Linked DNA regions of Mus musculus: all the other regions are linked to region 2. Evidence: chromatin contacts called from public ChIA-PET and HiChIP or PLAC-seq data. All regions are on one chromosome and are shown on one strand. The core of a region is the stretch at or near the end of the contact, and the rest is flanking DNA. Distances in the headings are between cores, read along the strand shown. Region 1 has its middle 27 kb from the start of Fam120aos. Region 2 holds the start of Ninj1 (ninjurin 1). Region 3 overlaps Bicd2 (BICD cargo adaptor 2).

Region 1 (3,943 bases), core at 316-2,815, 190 kb after region 2:
TGCTACGTGAAGTTCCTGCAGGCTTGACTACCCCCACAGCAATGGACCTATAACCCAGAAGTGGGAGCTCAGTAAACCCTTTCTCCTCTAAGCTGCAGTTGTCAGAGTATTTGATCATAGCAGTGGGAGATGAAACTAAGGCATGTCCTGCTTCATTTTGTAATCAGCAACACCAAAGAGGTCATAACTGTGCTATAGTCTGGGTAGGAATGTGTGTGTTCTCTATTAGTTCATGGTTTAGGAGTTTAGTCGTCAGCTGACGATGTGTAAGGCAGAGCAGGGTCATTAAGAGACGAAGCCTGGGACCTCGGACATGACTCAGAGAGTTAAGTGCTTACCGAGCAAGCAAGAGGAGCTGAGTTTGTACCCTAAGCATACACGCACACACACACACACACACACACACACACACACACACACGCACACACACACAAGCCAGGCAGTACATCTGTTACCCCAGCTCTGGGCGGAGGGTTACAAAACTAGACAGGTCCCTGGAGCTTCCTGGCCAGCTAGCCTAGCCCCCATAGCAAGCTCTAGTTTCAATGAGAGCCTGTCTTTAAAAAAAAAAAAAAAAAAAAAAAGTATTAAGTTATTCTGTAAATACTTGCACTATAGAATTAACGTTTTAAATTTAAAAAGGGAAAATCTAAGTCTCTAATCTTAATGAAGCTAACCTTTCCACTTAAGTTAGCTTTGTGTATTTTACCACAGTTTTAAAAAAACTGATCCTGGAGAGACGGCTCAGTGGTTAAGAGCAATGACTGCTATTCCAAAGGTCCTGAGTTCAATTCCCAGCAACCACATGGTGACTCACAACCATCTGTAATGGGATCTGATACCCTCTTCTGGTGAGTCTGAAGACAGCTACAGTGTACTCCTATAAATAAAATAAATAAATCTTTTAAAAATTGTTCTGTTGGGGCTGGTGAGATGGTTCAGAAAGTTCAGGTTCAGAACTCCGTGAACTCTGAGTAAAATCTTAGTGCTTTTTCTCTTATCACTGTGAAGATGGTAGGTTTTGTTAAATGATATTTATTTAGTGTGTGTATGTGTACACCTATGTGTGAGTGTGTGCATGAGTGCATTTGTGTGTGAGAGTGAGTGTGTGTGTGTGTGTGTAGAGAGAGGGAGAGGGAGAGATAATGCCAGTCTCTGTATATGTGTGATTCATATACCCCAGTGCTCATGTGGAGGTCAGAGGACAACTTGTGGGAGTGGGTCCTAGACATCAAACTCAGGTCCTCAGGCTTGGTGGCAAGCACTGTTTGTAATCCTCTGAGCACTTGAGGATCTTAGCAAAGTTTTATAAATAAAATGTCGATAAAATGCACTAGGCTGGTTTTCACTTTGATTTCATGAAGTGGTGGCAGGGTCAGTCTTCCGGTCTTCAGTGGGGATTAGGAGCTGGCAGAACTTGAGAATGGGGACTGGGGCTGCCTTCTCAGATGCTCACTTGAATCCTCTGCTTGGTTTCCAGAGGTGGCTTCCTGTCTCTCTATTCATGCATGCACTGTGCCCGCTCTTTCCTTTGTAGATCTGCAAGGCACCCTCCCTTTACTGTGCAGAAGTCCTGGTCCAGGAAGTACTGTTGCTTAGCAACAGGTTAACAAGTTCTTCCTCTCTGTGGCCCATGACAAAAGAGCTGAGCACAACCTCCACAGCACTCATTTATCCAACAAATGTACAGATAGTCTCGTGTGCAGGGTTACAGATGAGCAGGAGATCTTTGTCTGTATTTAGCTACAGCAGAATGAGTGAAGATGCATTCTTTTAAGTCAGACATGTATTAATTGTTATTTGACTTGATTTTAAGTTTTTCTAAATTTATTATATGTATGTGTATGCATATATCTACATGTTCCTGGTGTATGTGTGTGTATGTATGTGTGTGTGTGTGTGTGTGTGTGTGTACTTATACATGTTCCTTGCAGGTACCCTTGGAGGCCAGAACAAGGTGTCAGACTCCCTGGAGCTAAGTTATGGGGGCACCTAGGGAGGGAAGTGTGAACAGAACTCAGAGGTGACTAACGAGCTATCTTCGCAGCCCCTCTGACATTGTTTTCTAAAGGAATATCTGTTATTTGTTGACAGCTTCATATAATGTACCTTGAGCATCTCTGTCCCTAGTCTCCCCTATCATTATTCTCTCACTTTCATGGTCTCGTCTTTGTTATTTTTTTTTTTTTTTTTTTTTGTAACCCACTGAGTCCAATTAGCAGTGCCACTCTAGCCTCTGAAGGCACCAGGCACATACATGGCACACAGACATACCTGTAGTAACACACCCATATGTATAAAATACTGAGATAATTTACATACTGCTCACCCAACTATGTGTGCCGTTTATGTGCTACAATATTGTTTTTTTTAAGCTATATATTTGTCATTACTGTGTGTACATGATGTGTGTGTGTGTGTGTAAGAGTGTGTATGTGTGTGTGTGACTGTGTGTGTGTGTATGTGTGTGAGTGTGTGTGTGTGTATGTGTGTGAGTGTGTGTGTGTGTGTGTGTGTGTATGAGAATGGGCTTCTGTTCACTCCGCACTGCTTGTCTGCTTGTGTGGATTCCAGAGAACAATTTTCCGGAGCCGATTCTCTCCTTTCCAGTGTGGTCCCACAGATCCAACTCAGTTGCTTGGCTGAGCTGCAAGCAGCCATACTTTATGAACCATCTCACCAGCCCCAACAGGATCAGGTTTTTAAAAAAGACTTATTTATTTTATTTATATGAGTACACTGTAGCTGTCTTCAGACACACATCAGAAGAGTGCATCAGACCACATTACAGATGGTTGTGAGTTACCATGTAATTGCTAGGAATTGAACTCAGGACCTCTGGAAGAGTGGTCAGTGCTCTTAACCATTGAGCCAGCTCTCCAGTCCCCAGGATCAGTTTTTTTAAAACTGTGGTAAAATACACATAACGTAAACTTTCCCATTTAACCATCTTATGGTGTACAATTAATGGCTTTTATTTACAATGTTTCACAGTTGCCACCAATATATAGTTCCCTAATTTTCATAACCCGAAAAAGAAGCTGAATAATTCAGGGCTGGAGATACAACTCAGTGGTTAAGAGCATATACTACTCTTGCAGAAGACCTGAATTTGGTTCCCAGCACCCATGGTGAGCAAATAAAATTTAAAAGAAGGTATCCAATGCTGCCGGATATTTGATCATAGTATGAACCCTAAGGTTGTGTTGTTTACTGGAAAAACCTGTTTCTAGTTGTGGTGTGGCTCAGCCTTAGCCACACCTTTAATCCTTCTAATTGGAATACAGACACACTTACTACACACTTTATTTCCAAACAATAAAAGTAAAGTTAGTTTGTAGAAGGGAGCAGCCATGTTTGAAAGTGATGTGCAATTGAGTGGCAGACACAGTGATGAATCAGAGAAAGATTTGTCAGAGAAGGATATGCCCAACTCTCACAGGAACAGGGAGAGAAGAGAAGCTACTCAAAAGAGAGCAGTGTGGAGGGAGGAGGCAGTTCTACTGAGAGAGTTTTACAGAGTTGGGTTGAAGAGAGAACAAGCTACATACAGAAGACAGAAGGAGCCAGAAGGTGAGAACAGATTGCTTGAGTTAGTTTGCAGTCAGGCAGAGCAATTTGATGAGAAACACACAGAGAGAGAGAGAGAGAGAGAGAGAGAGAGAGAGAGAGAGAGAGAGAGAGAGAGAGAGAGAGAATAGATCTTTTAAACATAGCCTTATGCATGGTCACAGATTTTTGTCTAATTTTTCCCTAGAACTGTCTAGTTTTAGACTTGAGGTTTTATTAAGGAATTAGTTCTTTCTCTCCTATCTAATGTCTCCTTCCTCAGGGGCTGGCTGGAACATTGGGGATTTTGTGAATGGCCATGGCTCTGGGTAGCCAGTCTTGAGATTGCATGAACTTTAGGAATTGGATGTTTTGGGTTTTGTAGATGGTCTAA
Region 2 (3,947 bases), core at 917-3,416:
CGGGGCCTCAACTACCTGGGAGGTAGTGGCACCCCTTTTTCCAGAGGGGAAACCGAGGCTCCCTTGGGTTCTCATCCTGGGGACAGTGTTGTCCTTCCCAAACTTCTATGGATGCCACCATGAGACCATGGAGAGTGTCTCCATAGCTAACGCCGCCACGTACTGCGCTCTGCCGCAAGCATTTCCTTTATGTCAGCCATATAGTTTTCACTTAGCAGAGGCACTTACTATGATGCCACTTCGTAGATGATAAACTGAGGCACAGAATGCTGACACGACACACCTTAGAAAGTTGGGAGGTAGGAGCCTGAGGTTGGGAAGGGGGACCAGGCATTGAGCAGGGCAGCCTTCAAAGTTAGCCACACCTCAGAGAAGCATCCTGTGTCCCCAGAGACTCTAGACAAAAATCTCCCTCCCACCCAACCCTGTACAGTCTCAGTAACGAGCCTCTGGTCTCCACTTGTACTGTTCCCCTGACCTCTTCCACTCACACCAAAGGGCCAGATCTGTCCCTCCCCTAAGCCAGTGCAAACACCTCCACCACACAGGGAGCCTTCTCTGACCTCTTTGCTCCCTACTAACCACTATGGCAGGCAGGCAGGCAGGCAGGCAGGCAGGCAGGCAGGAACCCTGCATACCCTTGAGAACCTAATTTAGTTGATTTCATTCTCCTAGTTGGCTCTTCAAAGAAATGGCGGGGGAGGGGGTGGAATATCTCTCTCCTTGTTCCCAGAGCCAAGACAGTGACCCCTGAGCAATCCAACCCAATCTCTCCTGTGTCTGTGCTCAGAATTCTCTTGGGAGGCACAGCTGATCCAGCTGTCTGCAGAGCTGAAGGGGGAGGCTGCTGCTCAGAGACAGCCAGTTTCCCTTCAAATCCGCAGCTGAACCACGGGCCCACCTGTTCCTGATTTGCATCCCTTGTCCTTAAAGGCCTAGAGATCACTGGTTCTTTATTGTAGACCCACATACAAAAGGCCCAGACAGTTGATGGGCTCCCTAAAGGAACTCAGCCCGGGGTGTCCCTGGCCCACTGCTTCCGGAGTGTTCACACATTTTGGCAGAGCCCAAGTCTCAGCTGGCACACCTGAAGTAGTCCCAGGAGACGTTGGTGTTCCCTGTTTCCACTATATGGACCTGGGCAGAAAGTCTCTGTTCTGGTTTATTTTGCACCGCAAAGACTTGTGGAAAATCCCAGCCTGGTGCAATTCCCCACCCCACTCCACCCCATCCCTGGGGGGGGGGGTCGGAAATAGAAGGAATGTCCAAAGTCAACATGTCACCGAGGGACAGAGGGCCATGCGGGGTGGTACAAGTGAAGGCTCGGCCCTGGCATGCTCAGGCCCTGCCCCGGAGGTAGACTATGAGGTGAGGGGTCAGGAAAGATGGTCCCTCGACACAGGCATCCGACCATCGCTGTGGCCTTAGCAGGCTAGGCAGAGCAAACTCGAGGCAGGTCCTTACAGTCCTAGAACTAGCACCCTGACGATCGAGAGGGTGGCGTTCTGTTTTTCATAGGCAGGTGACAGCAGCAGAGACACAGCCACGGGTTTCCCCCTTATCACTGCTGCAGACGACCGTGTGGTCACCGTGTGGTGACGTAGCTGTCTGCCTGATGCTAGCTTCCAACCAGGAGGCGGTGACTCTTCTCCCGCCCACCCCAAGGCACGCAGGAGACAGCCCGGAGGCGTTGGAAGTTGGAGGATGGTGTGGGAGGCAGGAGAGTCCCGGAGAGCGGAATGCCAGCCTTCTCCACCCGAGGAGTGGTGCCAGCCAGACGCGGGCTCTGCACAGCGGGGCGACGGCAGCAAGCTAGACCGCCCGGCGCCTCTGCCTACCTGCTGTGCTGGCCCCAGACCCGTGGGCCACCACTTGCGCTAGAGACAGGTCAAGCACGACTTTGCCCGGAAGCAGCGGCCACCACCACCCCCCGCAGTGCGGACGCCGCGCGAAACCGGGCCAGACGCCCACAGGTGCCCGCTGACGTGCCGGGCCCAGAGAGGGCGGCGCCGGCCAAGGTCACACAGCAGCCGGGGCAGGAGGTGCTGAGAGCTTACCAAGGCGTCGGGGGAACCGGGGGAGCCCGGGCGCAGGTCGCCGTTGAGCTCATACTCCTCAGTGCCCGACTCCATGGTGCGGCCGCCCGGGCCGCCCAGCACACGGCCTGAGCGCACCCGCGCCTCCGCCACGGGCTACGGCTGTGCGCCCGCCCCCGGCCCGCCCCCGGCCCGCCCCCGACACGCCCCCCGCGCGCGGCCGCCCCCGGACTCCGCCTCCACCCGGGGCGGGCCGGGGCCTAGACGCCAGCTGCTGGAATCGCGCCTGAGCAGGATAGCACTTCTCCAGCGGCCTTGATGTCCCCAATTCTCAGGCTCCTTCACGATGGCTAGGGCAAGCAGCCCAGCGCCTGTCCTCGCGATGACATCGGGGGTCCCCAGGGACCCTGTCTCAAAGTTGTTGATCAAACGGGCCCCCCTCTGAACTTTGAACATAAGCACTTGATCTGTTTAAAAGTGAGGCCAAGGGCGAGGCACATGCTGCCCCGTGCTGAGGTTTTTTCCTTGGGGAGGACACGCCCTGAGGCTGTAAGTCCCTTCAGGGTAACTCAACACAGGAAAAGGGTGTCAACGGTTACTCCAGGTTTCCACTTTAGAGCCCTCAGCTGTTCTGCCTGGAGAATAGAACATATGAGGGAGAGCCTCTTGCTCTGGGTCTAGCTTGCAGCCAGCACCCCACTGTGCAGAGCCTGCGTGTGGCTGGCACTGGTGGAGAAGGCTGGCATTCCGCTCTCCGGGACTCTCCTGCCTCCCACACCACCCTCCAAGAGAGACCAGGGACCAGAGGGAAGCACAACAGCTTTAGTGTCCAGAAGAAGCTGACATCATAGCCCTGACATCTATACTCCAAGGGTATGACGTGTTGGTTGGCTACTGCAGTTCGTGGCCCAATGGACCTTTGTGCCCCAGTACCATGTCTTTTCCTGGCCTAGGAAGCTAGATGGAGTGTGATGGGGTGCTGTCGTCCGAGGAGACACACTAGATGCAGGAGTAAAAGCCAGTTGCTGTGCCTTCTTCCTTCCCACCCTGGCCTCACTCTCAGGCCCCATGCTTTGCCTGGCCTCAGGGGTGCCACACTCCTCTCCTGGTATCTCCTAGAGTCTCAGAAGGAATAAGGACGATGAGACTCTTAGGGAGATTACAAGCTGGGGCTCAGAACTACCGTTCCTTGATGGAGTGGTTCACCTTCTCTTTATGACCCTTCTTGCCAGCTTGTGTCTTAGCATAAGGCTGGAGTTTGCTAAAGGCCAAGTGAACCTGCGGACCCTCTGTCCCCTGTCTCACATCCAGAAGGAAGAGGATTAGAAATAAGAAATGGAGCCAGCCTGGTGGTAGAGGTGGTGGCACAAGCCTTTAATCCCAGCACTTGGAGGCAGAGACAGGTGTATGTCTGAGTTCGAGGCCAGCCTGGTCTACAGAGCAAGTTCCAGAACAGCCAGAGCTACATAGAGAAACGCTGTCCCAAAAACAAAAAAGATACCTGGGCAGAAGAGATGGCTTAGTAGTTAAGAGTACCGGCTGCTTGCAGCTCTTGACCGTCTCTCACTCCTCTTCCAAGGCGTCTTACATCCTCTTCTGGCTTCTGTGGGTACCAGACATACATGCAGGCAAAACACCCATCTACATAAAATAAAATGACAAAGAAAATTATTTAAAAAGAAGAAAGAAATGGTACCCAAGGCTGTCTGTATGCCAGGTCCTGTTGCAGGCATTACAGGCTGGAGCTAGACAGTAGAAATCTGTCCTGTGGAGCAGATGGACAGTCAGACACAAATAAGAGGCCAGCACTTTGTGAAGCCTGGTGCCATACTTCTTAAGAACAGGGCTAAGGGGTGAGGAGGGCTGGAGAGACGGCTCAGCAGTTATTAACCCTTGTTGCTCTTGCAGAGG
Region 3 (4,199 bases), core at 317-2,816, 180 kb before region 2:
GTGCAAGTAGCTCATATACACACACACAGACAGGCAGACAGACAGACAGACAGAGACACACACACACACATAGAGGCAGACAGACACACACACAGACAGGCAGACAGACAGAGACACACACACAGAGGTAGACACACACACACACACACACACACACATACACACATAGAGGCAGGCAGACAGACAGACAGACACACACACACACACACACACAGAACCTTAAAGCTGAGCACGGTAGCCAACGAGGAACACATGTAATCCCGGATACTCAGGAGGCTGAAGCAGGACTTGAGAAGAGCCAGGACAATGGAGAAGATCTCATCTTGGCAGGAAAACAACCACAGGGGGCTGGGTGGTTACAGCGCTGGCCATGTAAGAATAAGGCTACAGTTTTAAATCCCCAAAGCTGCATACAGACTAGGTGTGATAGTGTATGTACCTGTAATCCCAGCTCTCCATTGTTTTAAAATACAGGGCCTGAGAAATTGCTCTACAGGCAAAAGCATTTGCCATTCAAGCCTATTAACCTGAATTCAGCCCTCAGATACCATATAAATAAGGTTGCAACGAGAATCAATTCTACAAAGTTGTCCTCTAATATGCTGTAACATGTGCACATGCACACACACGGATGATAAATTTTTTATAAAAAAACTAAATATGGTAATTCATATAATGAAGTACTATACCCAACAAAAAAGAAGGAACACATACTTACATGAAAACTTATACTGAACACCCCAATGCATGAAGCTCACTGAAGTTGTCTAAGGCAACTGCATGGATGTTCCTGAAGTGCTACACCCCTCACCTGCAAAGTGTGAACCTATAAGACACAGCCCATCCCTGTGGCCACCAAGCCCAGCTTACAGGCTCTGTGTGAGGCTGGGGGTCAGAGAGGTGTAGATACCTGTTGGGGCACACTTCTTCTGATCTTTTCAGACGCCACTGCATACAATCCTATACAACCTTTCAACTCCATCTTAAATCCTGCAATACCCAGGATCATCTTCCTGTTCTATGGGTTGTAGGCTCCCTTCTGTCCTCCCTTGAAAAAATGCTCTCTGGAAAGGTGTTCCTGACCTGCAGGTTGGTGGGGGACAGCTGTGGTTGTGTTTGTAGATTTCCCTGGCTCATCCCTCGGGCCTCCCAGGTGGCACCACAGAAGATGGGAGCCTTTGCCACCCTAGTATCAAGAACCAGCCCCTGAACAGCAGATATAGCCTCTAACCTGCCCCTTCTACAAGCTGCTTCAAGGAAAGAAGAGGACAAAGAAGCAGCCTAGCTCTCCTCCAGTCTTGACCACAGAATGGTAGATGCTGTGTTTTGAGGAGGAGCAATGCTCTGGTGATGTACTCAACACAGGCTCCTGACCTACCTCCTGCCTACTGCTCTCAAGTTGCCCAGGTTCAGCAAGACCCAACAGGGCCAGAAAAGCTGGAGCATGAGGTCATGGCCAGCCAGGCGCCTACAAGAGGAACACGGCCCATGTTTGCTTCTGGCCAACACATAGCCCCCTGGGATGCTGGCTTCAAGGTCAGCCACACCCATGTAGCTATGGTGCAATCCTCTGTGCCTACAAGGAACCAGGCCAATCATGACTTCAGCAGCTGGATCATCCTTAGCTAAGATGGGAGAAGAGAAGCTCTGGGTAGGAAGAGAAATCATAGCAGCCCTAAGGGGCAAATTTCAAAACCAAGCATGGTGTGCCTCAGGTGCTCAGCATGAGCAATGGTATGGGGGGCTAATAGTTAGGGGTGAGGAAGACAAAAAGCCCAGTCAGGAAGGGCAGCTGAAACTATATCCCTGGAAGGAGGCTGGGGCAGGTGAGGCAGCAAGGGACAGTCTTGTGTCTATGACAAGGGCTTAATGCCTGCTATCCACAGAATCTACCAGATGACTGAAGCCATAAAACAGGAATGCCCTAAGCATTAGACCATTTCATGGTGCCATGGGGTAGGGTTGGGGGTGGGGTTGCACAAGCACCTACTTTGCACACAAAAACTGAGGCAAGACAGAGCTTAGTGCTTTACCACAGGTGCTTGGTCTGGTTGCATTGTAGGATGGTATAACACTGAGGGAGGGCTGATGGGACAGGGCTTTGGGGTCACATCTAAAACATGTGTCTATCCTGAAAGCCAGACAGCATAGCAAGAGAGAACAGACCCTGGGTACATGTGGGAGCACACAAACCCACCTGTGCTCACTACTACCATCTCAGGAAGGACAAAGAACATCATTTGCTGCTCAGTTGATCTACCTCTGAAATATGCTACAACACTGCAAACTGGGGACCATGTTGGGCACAGATGAGTGTCCCTCAGCTTCCTCACCTATAACCTGGGTTAGTAATGCCTCCAGCCTGAGGTCATACCTGAGTTAAGAATACCTTTTAGTCTAAGCTTGCTGCTGAGAGGATTTAGAATCGAGAGTTCCCTCATCAGAGATGAAGCAGCCTCTCTGTCCCTTGAGCCCCACTCAGTCCTCAATAACAGAAGCCTTCAAACACAAATTCAGGGAATCATTCTGCCTTTCCTGGTCGCCCAAATGGAAACATAATGTCTGACTCAAGACAAAGAACTCATGCCCGGACCACTGCCTGCACACTGAGTGCTCCCCAGCCACTGCCTGCATGCTGGGTGCTCCCCAGACCACTGTCGGCACTCAGAGTGCTCCCTGGACCACTGTCTGCATGCTGAGTGCTCCCGGGCTCCCAATCCCAAGGATACAGAATGAGGGCAGCACAGTGCAGGCCAGGAGTCAGACCAGCCCATGACAGTTGCTCAGGTTCTCAACACAGAGAACAGAAGCTGAGAATCAATGTGAGGAGCAACAGAGATATGGCCTGGCAGGCACGTCCTATGATTTTAAAAACATAAGGATCTCTGTGGCCCTTACTATGGCATGCCTCCAGAAGTTTCAAGACACTGAAGGTCATCTAATAGGCTGGTACCAATAAAATTTTATTGCAACATCAAGTTGTTTCCCAAAGAAAGGGTTTGCTGAAACCCAAACTAGGCAGCAGTCCCATCCTCCCATGGCCAGGACACCTGTAAAGTTTCCCACTGTACCAACAACCCTGACCAACTCTCAAGCATTCCTTCCCATGATTTGTTGTAGAAAATCTAAGTTTATCCAGGCAAGGATACATCCCCAATCCTGTGCTTGGTACAGAATGGGAAACAGGCAGCTGGTCAGAACTTTGTTAGAAAACTAGGCTACAAGGCTAATTCCTAAGGCTGGGTGTGAGGATGTCCAGCCCTGTGCTGAGAGAACATGGGTACCAAGCCAAGGTTATCCACGACTAGCCTACTAATGAAAAGGATGAGAACTTAGAGGATCAGCCCAAATTAGTGCCTACTCCTCTTCAGTTTTCCTCACACTTGGCCAGGTTCTATGGAACCCACAAGGTTCCTGCTCTACAGTCACCCAGAAGGGCAGCTTGGCTCCCTGCCAATGCCTACTGATCTTTTCTTCACCAACAAAGGAAAGCCCCAACTACTCAGCACTATCCAGAGAGTAATGTGAACATCTCACTGTGAGAGCTACTCATCTGTGCAAGCAGTACAGACTGACCCTTCAAACAGAACACACGGAGGGCCTGAGAAGAGGTGTAACCAGAACTGAACTCAAGCCCTCTCCCCTGACACACACTATCCACGGGGGCCTGGGTCCCTGGAGAAGGCCTATGCTAACAAGTCAGGGAAGAGTCCTCCAGGCAGGGCTATCCCACAGAATTCTGACTAAACCAGTTTGATCATATGATGCAGCAGGCACAACGCTTGACAACCCAGGGGAGCTGGCGGCCTCTACAATCTAATGAGACGAAGGCTTGTTCCAGGAAGCAGATTCCACAACAAAGCCATGATCCTCCAACCCTTTGTCTGGGCTGATCCAGCACCGCCTACCCACAGACTGTGGGTTCCACACTTGTCCCAAAAGGGCCACCACGCCTGCATCGGGCTAGGCTTGGAATCCCAGGAATCCCTAAGCTGGACCAGCTGCCCATCCTGGCACGCCTGCTGGGCAGGGCCCCTTCTACCACCTGCTGAAATGGGGATGCTGTTTGGTTCTTGGTGAGGGCTACAAAAGCAAAGAAGGTATGCCTCTCATCTGCCCCCACCCCCACTCGGAACGAATGGGGACACAAGGGCAGTCCCACCACAGCACCCATCTTTCTATTTAGGCTTGTTAAAAAT

What was found. ChIA-PET counts read pairs in DNA pulled down with a chosen protein or histone mark. HiChIP or PLAC-seq counts read pairs in DNA pulled down with a chosen protein or histone mark.
Region 1: a contact with region 2 is called in an RNA polymerase II ChIA-PET map of memory CD8 T cells, with 41 read pairs. The contact joins the enhancer-like site here to the promoter of Ninj1 in region 2. A contact is called at or near these places in 2 of 39 promoter capture datasets (hippocampal neurons and macrophages), 2 of 15 datasets of contacts at CTCF or cohesin (embryonic stem cells and pro-B cells), 16 of 484 Hi-C or Micro-C datasets (the AML12 cell line, the AtT-20 cell line, CD4 T cells and 10 more), 4 of 115 datasets of contacts at active chromatin or transcription factors (bone marrow-derived macrophages, embryonic fibroblasts, memory CD8 T cells and 1 more) and 3 of 9 other capture datasets (adipose tissue, liver and macrophages).
Region 3: a contact with region 2 is called in an H3K4me3 HiChIP or PLAC-seq map of bone marrow-derived macrophages, with 2.4 times the contacts expected there. The contact joins the enhancer-like site here to the promoter of Ninj1 in region 2. A contact is called at or near these places in 5 of 115 datasets of contacts at active chromatin or transcription factors (bone marrow-derived dendritic cells, bone marrow-derived macrophages, large pre-B cells and 2 more) and 1 of 9 other capture datasets (liver).

What each region holds. Positions count from the first base shown.
Region 1 is chr13:48,992,718-48,996,660 of GRCm38.p6, reverse strand. No RefSeq gene overlaps it. Among named protein-coding and RNA genes, the nearest start is that of Fam120aos, 27 kb to the right of the region's middle. Within about 2 kb of position 1,565, at least 54 of the 459 cell types and tissues checked have an H3K27ac peak or open chromatin away from gene starts, as enhancers often do. A contact at or near this core is called in Th1 cells and memory CD8 T cells, where this site is marked.
Region 2 is chr13:49,185,748-49,189,694 of GRCm38.p6, reverse strand. Ninj1 (ninjurin 1) reads right to left here and starts at 2,166. Exons shown (of 4, transcript NM_013610.3): 1 at 2,058-2,166. The coding sequence starts at 2,132.
Region 3 is chr13:49,362,243-49,366,441 of GRCm38.p6, reverse strand. All of the region lies in intron 1 of Bicd2 (BICD cargo adaptor 2), which reads right to left. Among named protein-coding and RNA genes, the nearest start is that of Bicd2, 23 kb to the right of the region's middle. Within about 2 kb of position 1,566, at least 34 of the 459 cell types and tissues checked have an H3K27ac peak or open chromatin away from gene starts, as enhancers often do. A contact at or near this core is called in bone marrow-derived macrophages, where this site is marked.